2 separate regions of the Danio rerio genome follow, and region 2 is linked to region 1. The links are chromatin contacts, called in public HiChIP or PLAC-seq maps. All regions are on one chromosome and are shown on one strand. The core of a region is the stretch at or near the end of the contact, and the rest is flanking DNA. Distances in the headings are between cores, read along the strand shown. Region 1 holds the start of kdelr2b (KDEL endoplasmic reticulum protein retention receptor 2b). Region 2 holds the start of nt5m (5',3'-nucleotidase, mitochondrial).

What was found. HiChIP or PLAC-seq counts read pairs in DNA pulled down with a chosen protein or histone mark.
Region 2: an H3K4me3 HiChIP or PLAC-seq map of gastrula embryo shows a contact between it and region 1, with 4 times the contacts expected there. The contact joins the promoter of nt5m here to the promoter of kdelr2b in region 1. A contact is called at or near these places in 2 of 18 Hi-C or Micro-C datasets (caudal fin and an unstated tissue) and 1 of 4 datasets of contacts at active chromatin or transcription factors (gastrula embryo).

Annotation. Positions count from the first base shown.
Region 1 is chr12:1,193,403-1,198,760 of GRCz12tu, forward strand. It overlaps kdelr2b (KDEL endoplasmic reticulum protein retention receptor 2b), which reads right to left and starts at 1,977. Exons shown (of 5, transcript NM_212695.1): 1 at 1,792-1,977; 2 at 251-351. The coding sequence starts at 1,882. mettl9 (methyltransferase 9, His-X-His N1-histidine) reads right to left here. Exons shown (of 5, transcript NM_001077342.1): 5 at 4,476-5,358. The coding sequence ends at 5,304.
Region 2 is chr12:1,681,620-1,686,506 of GRCz12tu, forward strand. It overlaps nt5m (5',3'-nucleotidase, mitochondrial), which reads right to left and starts at 1,952. Exons shown (of 5, transcript XM_073918005.1): 1 at 1,766-1,952. The coding sequence starts at 1,948. cops3 (COP9 signalosome subunit 3) reads left to right here and starts at 4,867. Exons shown (of 12, transcript NM_199685.1): 1 at 4,867-4,887.

The DNA.
Region 1 (5,358 bases), core at 727-3,226:
CCGAATTAAGCTGCGGATGCATTGAAATATTTGAACTCCTGCGACTAGACCGTATGCGATGTCACTTCCTGTGGAATAGTTCTGACTTCAACTGTGCATCGTGCAAGTTTAACCAAAATGAATGGACAATGCCTGAAATATACCTGCAAATTCTGCAACTCACACACAAACACACACACACACACACACACACACACACACACACACACACACACACACACACACAAACACACACACAGATGAACTTTACCTTCATGCTGGTGTTGTACAAGGAAATGAAGGAGGTCAGAAGATCCAGATATCTAGTGGTGAACACCAATGCGAAGAGAATCTGACTCTTTCCAGATATCCCTGCAAATCCAACAGATCCATGTTAACAAAACTGTCTCTGAACATCTAATATGAAGAGCTCCTCTAAAATTAAAGGGGTCCTATTATGCACAAGATGCGTCTCTGATGTCTCCAGAGTGTGTGTGTGTTTCAATCTCAGCTCAAAATAGCACACAAGTAATGTTCTCTAGCTCTCGGAAACAGACCCTTTCAGGCTTAATTGTGGCGTTTTGGTGACTGTCACTTTAAATGCAAATGAGATCAGGCTTTTTTTAAAAGAGGGCGGAGCTACACATGCAAATGTGCTTCATGCTTCTGTCAGTCTATGTCGCCATTCATCTAAAACTCCTCATCTATAATCCTCTTAGTCTATGCTGACATTATTTTCAGCAGCTTAAACACTAATGGCTAATGGACAGGCGGCTGCTTCTCACTCAGGGCTGCTGTTTATGGTAATGAGGGAGAGATGGGCACTAGTGGGCGGGGCTTTCCCTTTCTGATGACACATAGAAAGGGAGAACGTCAATCGAAGTGTTTCATTCATCAAGTCTGATTATAAACAATAGATTAATTCATGTAGATTCACAAATATCTGACACACAACTGGGGTAAACCCCATATAAAAGCGAGTTTTGCATATTAGCTGCCCTTTAAGTCATTATAATGAGCGTCAATATATGTTAATGAGATCCTGCCGCCACGTCAGAGGTCAGAGTAACGCATTAATCAATCAGAATGAATGAAGTCACTAAAAGTTAGTCATCTACCAGCAGATAACCAGCCCAGTGCAAAGCTCCAAAGGGAAGAAGCTGATTGACAGGCCTTTAGTTAGTTCAAAACATGCATTAAAAAGCTCAGGAATCATTTAAATGAGGCCTAGCATTGGAGAATGAGCCTAAATAAATATATCAGACACACAAACTTTCGCTAACCTTATAGCAAAGCACACATACACTTAAAATTACCCCTAAGCAGTGCACGAGTGGGTATCCCCGTACTACAATTAACCTTTAAAGTTAGTAAAATAGCCTAAAATTAACCTAGTAAAACAGTAAACATATATTGACTTACATTTGTATGACCTCAGTTTACCTCAGTGGTAAAACTATGATTAGAGGTGCAAAACTCCAGTAAGGGATTAGCAACTAACAACTATTAAACATTATTCAGTCAGTTAAACAGCGCTAATGTTGTTTTAAAGTCATATTTACATGACTTAATATTAAAAGTAGCGTGATAAACATTATAAGCACTGTTGGAATGAACGAATGAGCGAATGTAAAACCAACTTTACCTCAGTAATGACTGTGGAAACCTCAAATTAAGCTTAGTTTTGAAACACCAACTGTATTTTTAGCACGTAAACAAATGAAACCCGCCAAAAGAAACTGAATGCTGCATTTTCACTAGTAACAAGAGTGTTAAATTGGGTGTTATGAGTGGAGGAGTGACTGAAATCACCTGCACAGGATCTGCTCTTCCAGATCTTCAGCAGGAGGATGATGATGGCCGCTAAATGCGACAGATCTCCGGTCAGTCTGAACAGATTCATGGTTCTGTGGGTCGGTTGTGGTGAACGCGCCTCAAGGAGCTGCTGATCCCCGAAAAAGCGCAATAATACACGGATTTCCCGACTGAAAGATGGCGAGAAAAGCGACGTGGCCCGCGGACGTGGCCAACACTGACGCCGGGCTACGGTTGGCTGATGCGGGATGATGAGCGCCGAGCTCTGCGACTGGAGAAGAACTACCCGGGATGAGGAATATAAAGCGGGGGCGTGCGGTAGGGGGCGCGCGGAGGCTCAAAAAAGTAACGGGAGTTAGTGTTGAGTGTACAATTAAATTAAATTAAATTAAATTAAATTAAATTAAATTAAATTAAATTAAATTAAATTAAATTAAATTAAATTAAATTAAATTAAATTAAATTAAATAAAAAAAATAGCTGTATTAAAATGAAATACACTGTTAGCCCTTCTGGTCAAATTAAACCTTAAAAATAAATTTCATTTCAATTGTCAAGTGTATTTTGCATGAAAAAAAACAACTTTTTAGTACAATTATTAAGAATAAAAAAAAGAAATTTAAATACTACCCTACAAATTAGTAGTTTTTTATTTATATTTCAGGTTTATTTGACAGTGACAATGCACATTAAGAATACAACAATTTACAACTTAAAAAATAGAGTATGAATTATTACAGAATACTAATATACACATACTTATATAATGAATTATATATATATTAAACCTCATACAAATACAGCTTGTATTATTAACTCTCCATCTCACCCATTGGACAAGGAGGTTAACAATACATTTACACCAACTATCCACTTTAAATAATATTTAAGAATTGGATTTGGCTTTTAATCAACCTTGGGCCCCCTTTTAGTGCTCATTATGTCCTTTATTATGTTTGAATGATTATTTGTGAGACTTTGTCAATTAAATGTGCAAAATGTCCTATAGGATGTATAAACTAATCAATAGTATAACTATGTTCACAAGTCCCAGGTCCACAAAATCAGTCATAAGTGTGCATTCTTGCAAGTTTAAATTGAGATTTACACATCAACAGAAAGCTGAATAAATAAAGGTTCATTGATGTATGATTTGTTATGATAAATAAGCAATATGGCTATATGGAGATATTACTATTAGTCTAAGAAGGTAAAAAATAATCTGTAAATAAAGTTGAGAGAGTTTTTAAAAATTAAGTTGTGATGTATTTACAGTTGGACATCAGAAAATAATAATAGAAAATTATTTTTATGTGATAATGTTAAACAATAATCGTTTTGAACTTTGGTTTTGACGCATATAGGCCTATATATTTCTGGATATAGCTAAAATATTATCAGTGCATCATGAAGCTTGTTTTGTGCTCCAGGGTCACATATATAAATTTCAAGCATGTTATGTGACATATAAATGCAAGTCAGTCTAATAAAAAGAAAAGTAAGTGATCTTAATAAAATTACTTTCTAACCAGTAACCGCGCTCGACTCCGATTGGCTCAACCTGAACAACGCGAAGAAAAGTATCACATGACACGTGATTATTATCGCCGCCCGCGCTGGACGACATCGAGCTTCTAGAGTTTCCTCTTGTATTCTGCATTTCTGTTTTGAGTTTTGAAGGGTGTGAAGTTTGCTGATCCTGCTCATGAGGATCTGTAAGTTTGGCTACAACTCTTATTTAAACACCCCTAAAGCAACTCCACCGACTAAACCATGTACATATGTTGATGAATAGAACGTATTGTGATGTTAATTGTGTCTCGTTACTTATCCTTAACGTTTGAATGTCAGCGATTTCCACAACTGTTTTCAACGTTATTGATATATTAACCATATTAAAATGATTTCTGAAGGATCACGTGATAATGAAGACTGAAATCACGAGGTATAAATAACATTTACAGTATATTCACATGGCTAAAATATTTAGATTTATTTTACGTGTACACATTACTATTTACTCTATTTGTGATCAAATAAACAGCCTTGGTGAGAAGATAAATCAAAACAGATAAACATAAAAACTTAAATTAGTAAATAAACTATATAATGAAGAATAAAAAAAGAGAAATCGTTTAAACAAAATAATGTTTCTTTAACAAAATGGCTGTGAATGTATTCATTTATATGTTAAATACATGTTTTTTTCACCCAGTTTATTCCTTCAAATACATAAATAAATCTTCATATTTAAATACGTTTATGTCTATTATTTGTGCAATATTTAATTTCTTTAAACAGACTATATATAATAAAAATATAATATACATACACATATACACACACACACACACACACACACACACACACACACACATATATGTACACATACATACATACTTACAAATATATACATACATTAAAAAAAATTATATATATATATATATATATATATATATATATATATATATATATATATATTAAAAATACAAGTTCTAAATTATTAAAAAAGTTGCAGCGTTTTTAATACTTTATATAAAAAAGCAGAATAACCCCCTGACAATAATTTAATTTGCTAGCTTTGGCTTTCAATTTAATGCATTTAATTGTCTAACAAAACAAGCATTTAACTAATAAACTAGATTTTATTATATAACAAACGAGTTCCTCTCACCTCATCATCAAGTTCAAGGAGATTTATTGCACAGTGAACACACGATCGATAAAATCAGCACATACCTAATACACAAGGAAAACATGAACTTAACCAGAACCTACATACTGCAAATGCATGTTTAGACTCTCGCTGTGTTGTGCAATGAACAGCAGACATCATTTAATAATGTCTTAACTTGGTCCTACGATGTTTCAGACTCATCAAAAGTTCTGTTCAGACTGACAGAAAACATGTAACAATAATAATAACATATTAGAGACACACACCATGAGGATCTGCAGTTATTACTTCAGAATAACTTCAGCAATCAACATTTAACAAGAATTAAAACCTTTAAAATAAAAGTGTGTATTGAACAATACCGATATTTAATCAGTAACATACAGGATCAATGTATAAACATTTGTACTTTGTTAATTATACTATAATAATATCTTAAATCAACTTCAAATGTTGACTACAGGTATATGTTTTTCCATACTTCTGCGTTTTAATTTCTTTAAACCGTATTTATTAAACAGCACCTAAATATTTGATAACATTATCAGGAAATATTCATATTAAATTTCACAGGAGGGCTAATCATTTACCTGTAATTAGACCAAATAATAAGTAGATTTCTCTAAACGTTTCCACTGAATCTTTATTCCGTTCCCAAAGGAAACTCTGCAGTCCGTCATCTGCCTGACTCTGATTGAATAATGTTGATGTTTTCCTGAGTTGCGTCAGCCCTTTGGTTGGAGTTGTCAGTCAGTGTTTGTGTCAGTGTTTGAGTGGTTTGAGGATGAAGACGGCGTCGTCCAGCACGTAATAATCTCTGTACATGTCTCCTTCACACAGATACGGCAGACGCGTGACGGCCTGCAGCTCCAAACCCACCTGCGGGA
Region 2 (4,887 bases), core at 702-3,201, 490 kb after region 1:
TGTGATATACATTCTATATAGACCCTTTAAAATGTGCTAATGTCAATATAAGGAGGTAATTCAATCATAACATTAAAACTGCTATCATAACATAATTTATAAATATGCAGACCTTTTTGGATTCTCTGAAGCTATCGAAATTAAAAATGTAAAACAAGAGATTTGTTAAGGCCTTTGTTATTGTTTACGTTCCTCAAAATGGAATATATATATATATATATATATATATATATATATATATATATATATATATATATATATATATATATATATATATATATATATATATGTAAATATACATATACAAAATATATATATACAAAATGGTGTATGTATATATATATATATATATATATATATATATATATATATATATATATATATATATATATAAATATAAATATAAAAAAAAAAAAAATATATATATATATATATATATGGGTCACATTTTTCAGTAATTTGTAATTATAATTTATAATTATTACAATTATAAATTACATTATAATTGTAATTTGTAGTACAATTTAATGTATTATAATATAATACTTAATATATTTTATATTACCAATTTGATATAGACAGACAAATTATTATGTTTGATTTGGTTTTAATAGTTTTATCTGGTCTGGCTAATCTTAGCTGGTCAGAAAGCTCGTCTTCTAGTATGACCACCTGACAAAATACCCCAAATACCCTTCTAAAATTAGCAAAACGGCCTCCCTGTATACTTCAGGAGACCAGCAAAGACAGTTAGACAAGTTTAACCCTATAGAGCCTGTATTGGTTTCATTCATAATAATTCAGGGTCTATAACAGCAATCAATATAATCAAGACTTTGCTGTACTACTACTCAATCTACTATTGTCATTTTGCTGTCAGACTTTTACGCATTTTAATGATAAGTAAATAAGTTTTGTAATCACGAGTAACAAATATCAAATATGATCATCAGGTTTTTGAATATGTTTAATTTCCAGAACCTTTACTTTCTCTGTTTTTTACCGGTGGAATGAACTTCGAGAGTCTCTAAACACCTCAAGTCTTTGGCGGTTGTTTATTTATCTACATTTCAATCATCATTGTTATTATATATCTACTTTTCAGTCATGATTGTTATTTTTATCTAAAGTAAATGTTTTATAATTGTGAGTATCAAATATGATCATCAGGTTTTTGAATAAGTTTTATTTCCAGAACCTTTACCCTCTCTGTTTCCCAGCGGTGGAATACACTTCCAGACTTTGGAGGTCATTTATTTATCTACATTTCAATCATCATTGTTATTATATATCTGCTTTTCAATTATCATTGTTTTTAAATTGGATATGTTTTGGAAACTAGAGTTTTGCTATAAAACTAAGCACTTAAATATGACCATACCAATACATATTACTGGAGATTCTGAGTAAAACCTATATTATTATGTAGGTTTCTATTATCTACACCAAAATGTACTCTAGTAATCTAAATTAGATGATATATTTATGCTCAGTTTGCAGTTTTGTGCCTTTATATATTATATATACATATTTTTGTGATCAAAATAACATTGAAATATCACTCATGTATATCCATGAGAGATTAGAAATGGAGAAAATACATTTAGCATAATTAAATTAAAACAGCACCAGCTAAAGGCAACACGTGAATTGAAACTATCTCCGTAAAACAGGGGCAGTGCTATTTATACACGCAATGGGACAGCCATAAAAGATTAATGTATATCAAACATAACACATAAATCTGAGATTATTTCTCACTCACACATAAATCACTCCTCATTTCTCCATACTGAGTGGACACCCAGAATCCCCGTCTGTCCTCCAGCGAAATGAAGGGCTCGTTCGGGTATTTTTGTTTGTATTTCTTCAGGAATCCTCCCTCGAAGTCCGCAATGACCCCATCCATGTCCACAAGCACCCGAAGCCTCCGGTTCCCGCTGGACATGTTCGCTTTCCCGTGAAAAATCACCGAGGAAGTGTTTCTCCCGAGCCATCGTGTGATTCTCGGTAGTAAAGTCATCATAAACCTCCGTCAGTCACTAGCTAGTGCGCGTTAGCACCTATAAAGTGAGCAGATTTGTTGGAGAGAGCTGATTATTGTGTTAGCTTCTCTCATTGTAGGGGCTCACTATTGTTTTACTCATCGTGAACTCGTTTTGTTTGTTGGGTTGTTTGTGTGGGTCACTGGGTCTCGTGTTTTTCCAGTGTTCACCGTTCGTTTGTGTATTTGTTTACAGCTGTGCGGCTAAAGCTAAACGCAAACACCTCTTCAAGTGTGTTTTGATTTAACGTTATATCGTTTTAATTCAGCCACATGGTTTACATTGTTATTATCATGTTGTAAACTAGCGGTTAGATTAAATTGAATATAACCGAGATAGAAAAAGAAAGAGAGAGATCGCACACTTGTGTAGCATTGTTTTTATTCCGGTGGGACCGTTTCCGGAAGTAGAAAAAATCCGATTTGTTTTTCCATTTAGGTGTTTATTATGTAGGATAACTTATAAATTGTTAAAGACGGGTCTACTGTTGATCTACATGATTTGCTGAATTCATCAGTCTTCAATTTCAATGTGTTTTAATTGTGATTACAAGCACCTGCAGAAAAACTACATTACCCATAATTCCATCGAAAATCTCCACCAATCACGAAAATTAAACAAAAAAAGTGCACAGAAAAAGTGTTTCTTTTAAGCTATTGTGTGATTTTTGCAAGTAAAGTCATCATAAACCTCTGTCGGTCACTAGCTAGTGTGCGTTAGGCTGGTTTTAGAGGGGTTTTGGGCACTTCCAGGCTGGTTTCCAGCCTGACCAGCTAAAACCAGCTTGACCAGCCTAGTCAGGCTGGGAGCCCAGCCAAAACCAGTTATATCCAGCTTATATCAGGCTGGTCAAGCTGGTTTTAGCCGGTCATCAGCCTGACCAGTAAAGACCAGCCTGGAAGTGGCCCAAACCCCTCTAAAACCAGGCTATCAGCCTAGGCTGGTTTACAAAGTTTTTTTCAGTAGGATTGTTGGAGAGAGCTGATTATAGTGTTAGCTTCTCTCATTGTGGGGGCTCACTATTGTTTTACTCATCGTGAACTCGTTTTGTTTGTTGGGTTGTTAGTGTGGGTCACAGGGTCTCGTGTTTTTCCAGTGTTCACCTTTCGTTTGTGTATTTGTTTACAGCTGTGCGGCTAAAGCTAAACGCCATCACTCAGTTTTAAGTACGCAATAATATAGTAGTGTGTGTCGTTTTAATGTAGCCGCATGGTTTACATTGTTATTATCATATTGTAAACTAGCGGTTATGCGTAGTATATAGATAAACTGAATATAACCGAGATAGAGAAAAGAAAGAGATCGCACACTCATGTATCATTGTGAAAAACTACATTACCCATAATTCCATCCATCCACCCATAATTTTCCAGTGCTCACCGTTCGTTTGTGGATTTGTTTCCAGCTGTGCGGCTAAAGCTAAACTTAAACACTGAGATTCAAGTACGTTATGATATAACAAATATTGTTTTAATGTAGCCACATGGTTTACGTTGTTACTATCATGTTGTAAACTAGTAGTTACATGTGGTGTGTAGATTAAACGGAATATTACCAACTTCGAAATAGAAAAAGAAAGATCGCACACTTGTGTGAACGTTAGCATTGTTTTTATTCTGGTGGGACCGTTTCCAGAAGTAGAAAATCTGATTTGTTTTTCGTTTGGTTGTTATTGTGTTAGCTTCTCATCATGATATAACGTTCTATATTGTTTTAATGTAGCCACGTGGTTAACATTGTTATTATCATGTTGTAAACTAGCGGTTGAATGTAGTATATATAGATTAAATGGAATATAACCAAGATAGAAAAAGGAAGAGCATTGTTTTAATTCCGGTGGGACCTTTTCCGGAAGTAGAAAATCCGATTAGTTTTTTCGGTTGGGTGTTGATTTTGAAGGATAGTTTATAAATCGATAAAGACAGATCTACTTTTGATCTTCAAGATTTGCTGAATTCATTAGCCTTGTTTTTGTCAACATGTGTATTAAATGGGGAAAACTACATTACCCATAATTCCATCAAAAATCTCCACCAATCACAAAAATTCAACAAACATGCCATGCTAATTTGTTTACTGACCACATGTTTTCATTTTTCCAGATTAAAAGTCAGGGCTATTTCGGCAAATATTGATTCCTCTCTTATAATAGTAATAAATCAGCTTAGCCTTCATCATATGGAAAATAATATGGATTTTTTTTTTTAATTAAATCTATATATTTAAAATGAATGTTTGTATTTTTAATCAGGACTGCTACTGGTAAATAAAAAAAAATTATATGTATATATATATATATATATATATATATATATATATATATATATATATTTTTTTTTTTTTTTTTTTTTTTTTTTTCCTATGGTCCTATGTGTTTTAATTTGTTTACACAAGAGGGTTAATATATATTATATAAGTTGGGTATAATATTGTTACCAATATTTTAACAAACGAATACAATCTTTGCATAATTATTAACTATACCAGCCTTCTTTTATAAGTCGTCTGAAGGTTTGAAGCTGATGATGATCTCTCCACTTCGAGTATCTTTGTTTTGCCCCGGAAGCAAAAACACCCATTTTTTTCCTCTTATTTCTTAAAGCTGTACGTCCATTTTCAAACCTGAATCCTGTGGTATTTTGCTGTAAATGAAGCATTTAGCTACAAACACATAACAGATAAGTGTCTATATATTAAAATCCTACAGTATCCCACGTAGTCATCCGAATCACAGTGGGGTGTTTACTTCAGGAAAGATCCCGAGTCTGAAATCTCGCGCAATCTCAGCTGTCACTCAAACCTCGCGATATCTATTTGCCGTTGGCGGCTGAGGGCCCGTCCC